Regions from separate parts of the Sus scrofa genome. Here region 2 is linked to region 1. The links are chromatin contacts, called in public HiChIP or PLAC-seq maps. All regions are on one chromosome and are shown on one strand. Each heading gives the region's core, a stretch centred on a gene start, on an enhancer-like site or on the middle of the called end of the contact. The rest is flanking DNA. Distances are from core to core; before and after follow the strand shown.

Evidence for each region. HiChIP or PLAC-seq counts read pairs in DNA pulled down with a chosen protein or histone mark.
Region 2: a contact with region 1 is called in an H3K27ac HiChIP or PLAC-seq map of skeletal muscle. The contact joins the promoter of CBX5 here to the promoter of LOC102167757 in region 1. A contact is called at or near these places in 1 of 47 Hi-C or Micro-C datasets (embryonic fibroblasts) and 1 of 2 datasets of contacts at active chromatin or transcription factors (skeletal muscle).

What each region holds. Positions count from the first base shown.
Region 1 is chr5:19,207,629-19,210,600 of Sscrofa11.1, forward strand. LOC102167757 reads right to left here and starts at 1,421. Exons shown (of 3, transcript XM_021091736.1): 1 at 1,407-1,421; 2 at 962-1,038; 3 at 1-120. The coding sequence starts at 17.
Region 2 is chr5:19,483,111-19,485,987 of Sscrofa11.1, forward strand. CBX5 (chromobox protein homolog 5) reads right to left here and starts at 1,417. Exons shown (of 5, transcript XM_021091740.1): 1 at 1,263-1,417. It overlaps HNRNPA1 (heterogeneous nuclear ribonucleoprotein A1), which reads left to right and starts at 2,067. Exons shown (of 9, transcript NM_001077218.1): 1 at 2,067-2,081; 2 at 2,627-2,743. The coding sequence starts at 2,067.

The DNA.
Region 1 (2,972 bases), core at 171-2,670:
AGGCGGCTGCCCTGCATCTGTGGCCGTGGGAAGCCGAGGAGCAGGTAACGAAGGCGCTTCCTGAGGCGGGATTGGACCAAGCCAGAGGGACCGAGGCTTCCGGGGTCTCTGCCCAACGCCCTGGAGGGGAGAGAAGGTAGGGAGATCAGCGCCTGCCTGGCCTGGCAGAGAGGCCTCGGGGGAATGTTGAACCTGTATTTGATTTCAGGCTCACACTCATGTTGTGAGTCTGTCTGCCTCCGGAGATGCGGGTTGCCTGTCTGTGTCTGTCTGTCCGTCTGAGACGTCTCAAACCCTAGGCTGTCCTTCCAAAGGCTGAAAAAATCGGGAAAATTTGTCGGAATGTGCACTTTCATTCATTGGATTCTCTGCACCTCAGTGGGGCTGGTTGCCGCGCCCCCAAGTTGGAAGGGAGCTTTCCTCCTGCTTTCTGGATGCCAGATCTTCCTCTAGTTCGCTCCGCCATGGGCCGAGTTTCCGGCTCCAGGTTCGCCGGTTGCCCTGAGGTTTGAGGCCAGACAGCTCCTAGTCTGGCAGGGAGGGCGGGGGAGAGACTAGCGGCTCTGGCCCCTTAATTGTACTTCGGACCCGTATTGTCTCTCCTTTCGCCACCTCGGCTGGCTCCCTCAGTCTGGGCTCCAAAGTCACTGCAAATTTTCTTGCGACACACACCACAGCACACAAAGATCAGGTAACCAGGCGCCCAGGGCCAAGGGAGGCTCCCGGCGGAGAGCACCCCTAGCTCTGGGGCCGCTCCCCCTCCAGCCACTCCTCAGGCTGGGAAACCAGACCGTGTTGGGGGAGCCGGAAATAGCCCCGTTTGCTGCGGGGCGGCAGGGCAGGGGGCCGGCGGGAATGCAGGCCGTGGCGTTGAGAGGGCCACGTTCACAGGCCCTAGGGGTTTTGCTCCTGCTGGGCTCAGGAGCCGGACTCCTGGTGTGTAGGGATCCCGAATACCCACCTGGGGTGGGGGCAGGACGCGGGTCTCCTCGCGGCAGGCCAGGAGAATTCAGCGTCTGCTTCCAGCGCAGGCCTTTGCTAGGAGGAGTTGTGCGTGTGGGTGTGTTTTTCCCAACAAAGAGGGATCAGGAGAGAAAAGGGGGGAAAGTAGAGGGGAACCAAGGAGGGGGCGGGGAGGAGGAGAGGGCAGCCGAGAGGTGAACTGAGCCCATTTCAGGGGGAGAAGGAAAATGAAAGCAAATGGAGCACGCCCGGCCTCCTCCGCGCAGGCGGGTGCTGGCGAGCCGGGAGCGGGCGCCCTGCCTGCGGCGGCGGGGATGGCCCCGCTGGGGGACCGGGAAAAGCCTGTCTTAAATTTAATCCGAACTTGACGGTGTGGATTGAACCGGAGGGAATTGAAATCGCTGAAAGGGAGGCGCAGGGCCAGGGGAGGGGATGACTCTAACCTGTCCGTCTTTCTGTCTGTCAGTCTTTCCCACGGTGGTGCTAGCTTGATTGTGGTCTCAGCTGTCCAGGTCTGAGGTGCTGCAGTAAAGGCGCCCCTCCCCCTGAGGGGGCTCTCCTGCGCTCAGTGCACTCTTTTGGGGTCAGAGGAGAGCTCTAAGAACCAGACTGAATGCAGAGCTGCTAGCTACAGCTGGGGTTTCCCCCCCCCCCATCCCCTACAGGGATTCCCAGTGGCCTCCAGTCCCTTGGCTTGCTCCATTGGTGCTGGGGAAAATTGAAGGGAGTGGCGGGGGTGAGAGGAGTCTGGGGATCTGGCAGGAGACCCAGCAGGCATCACTGAACCTGGGAAGACAACCCCCTCCTTCTTGGTGCCCCCACATCCTTTGTGCCCCCCACATCTACAGGCCTGGATTTGGGGGAAGCCTGAAGGTCTGCTTCAGAGCCCTGACCTGCCACCCCGCCACCAGACGCAGGGAACCGGTGGTACAACCCACACACGCAGTGGTGGAACCCGAGGGACTTCAGCCTGGTGGCCTGGTGAACTCAGGGACTCCCAGCCCCTTCCAGCCCCCCTCCTTCAGGCTGCCTCTCCCTGCAAAGGCCTAGGCAAAACGGGGCGGCGTTGGTGGGGAGGGGGCTGTGGGCGAGGCCTGCTTCCTGATCCACAGCTGTGTCTGCGCCTGAGTGGGGAGGGTCTGAGTTCACGCTCTGAACCGGAGGTGACAATCTCCCCTCAGTTTCACAGAGAATTTGAAGGCATGCAGCAGAGAGCTGGGCCTGGTGATCTCGGCTGCCCCGTGGCTGCCGCCTCTGCCTCCGGGTGGGCAGGGAGGGTGGGCAGGCTGCTCAAGAGTTGAAAAGAAGGCAGTGGCCGAAGGGGGTAGGAGAGAAAGGGGCATCTGTTTACAGCCACTATGCCTGGGGGGCTCTCCCAAATAGTGGAGGCCCATGGAGAGGGGCTTTAGGGGCGTCTTTCTTCTAGGAAAACTGAGGTTGGGGTAGATGGGCCCTGTTGCCTGGTGAAGACTCCAAGGAGGAGCGAGCGTGAAAACCTCCTTGGTCATAGCTTTGCTCCTTGACGAGAGTGTGGCTCAGTCCCCAGCTGCCTGGGCGGCTGTCTGGGCCGAGATAGGGTTCGATATCCCCGGAGGCCTGGTGTACCCACCCCAGCAGGTCGCCAGGGAGGGGCAGGAGAGGAGGCCTCTTCCTCCTTTGTGTCCGGAGGCGCGGAGCCGGTCCCGCAGCAAAGGCCCGGCTGCACAATGCCACGGCTGCTCGGCCAGCCCGCGCCCTGCCCCGTCTGCCTGCCTGTCGCCGCCCTTCCTCCGGCTCGCTCTCTGCATGCCTTCCTTTCCCTGCTCTCCTCTCGCTCTTCCTCCTGCATCCCCTCTCTTCTGTAATCCTCCCCTCCCTCTGCCTTGTATCCTAATCCTTCGTTTTCTTCTTTCCTGCCCTCCTTCCTTCCTCCCTTCCTCTCTATGGGCCTGGCGCCGTGCTTCGGTCGTACTCTCTCAGGCTGTCTCGGGCTGTCTCTCTCAGGCTCTGTCCCCTGATGTCCTCTTGGT
Region 2 (2,877 bases), core at 167-2,666, 280 kb after region 1:
CTGTAACAATGTAAAGAGATATATATATATGGAGGAGAAAGTTCCTCAGAGCAGAGCCTAAGATAAAGGAATTGGACAATGCTTGTAAAGCACTTAACATCATGACTATCAGTACTCAAAAAAAAAAATTATCTTTTTAAAATTTGTTTGTTTAAACCAAGAATCGCTTTAGTTCTTAACTGAAAAACAGCACCTTTTTGAGGTGTAAGGAGGTGGTGAGAAGTACTTGACTATAACTGAAAACACAAAAACAACGAGCTTTTAAATTTATTTTTAATTACAAATTATTATCCCTGCAAAAATGTAAACACTGGAGATGCGATGTGTCTCCAACCCACTGTATCCCTAGAGGTTAACATATTTTGCTATGCAGTTTTCCGAAACATTTCCTATGGGTTCACAAATATTTCTTTGTCTGTGGAAATATGCATTACTGTTATTTTGTAGACTCTTCTTGGGTGCTATTCCACAACAGTACAAATAAATTCTATTTGTTCTAACATTTCAAGGCAGTCTTCCTAAAGAAGCGAGTTTTCCAGTCATGTCTTTGACATCCCTTGTTCCCCTCCAAAACCTAAAGTGCTGGATGGTGAGATATACCGTTGTGGGGGGGAAAGAGCCAAAACCGAGGAATACAGGACCAAACTTAACAGCTTTCCTACCAGAGAAGTGTGGCACGGAGGCCCACAGGTTTTGTTAAAGTCATTGTGAATAAAATAGCCCCTACGCGCCATCACAGGCATTGAATCCCCTTCCTCGCATCCCCAAATCTAAGACCTCCCTCTTTTGGAGCGCTGATTGGACGAACAGCCTGAGCGCTTTCCAGAGGCTGCTCGCCTACTGGCTCCCGATTTGGTCCATCCACCTAACCGCCCAACTCCCGCATCCCCCATTGGAGTCAAATCGTGGCCTCTTGGAGGAGCCCAACCTACCGCGCGCTTCGTGCTCATTGGCTCAGTGAGATGCTGCTCAGGAGGAGAAAGCCCGCCTCCCACATACCGATGGCCCAAGGACCGATGAGTCGGCAGCTAAGGACAGCCCCAATTGGCCTATACACTCGCCAGTCAAACTCTTCCGCTGCAAAGCTCCACAGAACCTACGGGGATAAAACATCCCGCCCCCGTTCTTCCATTGGTTGGCCGATCTCACCGCTCCCCCTTCACGAGCCCCCACCCCGAGGTCCATTCATTTCACACAATAACGGGCCCAGTTGGAGTCAGTTCAAGACCTCGTATGGGTAGGCAAGATGGTCCGCCACTTACCGGGGGTCGAGACCGATCACTCACGCTAACGCCTCGCCTGTTCCTCTGTGGTGCGGCCGGACCACAAGCCACCGCCGCCGCCGCCTTCTGCGCAACGCCAACCGCCCGCCAAAACGGATCCTTCCCTGCGCCTGCGCGACCAATCCTGGGACCCGACCCTTTCCCCGCCCATTACGCCTGCGCAAAAGGGGGCACAACTCCCGCCACTACGCAGGCGCCTTAGGTTCGCCGCTGTCTCCTGCCCGCCATTTCACGTGTTGCAAGCTCCGGGCGGAACTTCTTAGCGCGCCTGCGTAAACTCGCCATTTTACTACACATGCGCTCAGCAGGCGATCTTGCCCCCGCCCCCGTTCCGCCAAATTGTCACATGCTAGCTACTTTTTTGATACATAGTATTAAAAATGCTTTGACACAGGCGTTGAATATTCCGGACATAGCTAATTAAAAAGTTATCTCAATACCCGAAATAATTCAAATATGAATCATTGGTTGACCAGCCAATCAGTCTAGTTAAGAATAATATTACTTAGGAACCAATGGACCGGGAGGGGTTGAGACTGCGTAGAACGCCCAAACGGATGACGTTACACAGCAACGCATACGAGAGACCAATAGTGGGGGAAAGCTATGTCAAATATCCAATCAGAGCTACTCAGGGGCGGAGTCTACCAATGCCGAACGCGAGGAGGCGGGATAAAAAAGCGAGGCCGAAGGTAGGCTGGCAGACTCGTTCGTTAGATTACTCCTTTCTGCCCCCGGACGCCGCCGAGTAAGCATCGTTGTAACCTCCTCCCCACTACCGTCATGTCTAAGTCAGAGGTGAGTGAGACTCTTTTTTCATCTGCGTTTTCTTCTTCGCCGCTTGCTGAGTTTGGTAGGGTGCAGTCTGGTTTGGCTGCTTGCACCAGCCTTTTCGGCAGTTCTTCGGTCGCTGCCGGGGCCTACCCCTCCCTGAGTTCAGGTCGCCATTTTGTCCTCGTCGCCATGAGGCTGTCGTCGTGCAATCCTTGGTTATCACGCTGCTCTCGTTCTTTTTTGCAATGCTCGTGGACACATTCGGTCTGTTTTTCATCCTTGTCCTAGTGGACGACTTTCTTAAAGAGTAGCTGTAGTCCAATTTTGGCGATGCACGCCCTCCCAGTCCTTTTGTTGCGCGTGCGTCGTAGGGAGAGTAAGGGGCGCATGCGCTCGCCGCTTCCCAGCCCCCAACATACCGCCTCCCCAGATGGGGAGAAGCACGTGGCTTACAGCGACCCGAGGGAACAATAAAAGCTTCGTACGTTGCTACCTGGTGTTGCTTCTTGTAGCGGGGAGCTTGTTTGCGTTATAGCCCTATTTAACGCTTTTTTTGCCCCTACTTCTAGTCTCCCAAAGAGCCCGAACAGCTGCGGAAGCTCTTCATCGGAGGTTTGAGCTTTGAAACAACCGATGAGAGTCTGAGGAGCCATTTTGAGCAATGGGGAACGCTCACAGACTGTGTGGTAAGACTTGGAAGAGACAAAAGGCCTTAGAGCTAGTTGTTTTTCTTGGCTTATCTCGCTGTCGTTGCTGTTTGAATGCTTATGAAGATTCCTATTGACTTTATAGCTTACTTGACAAAGGAAGGTGTGGCTTC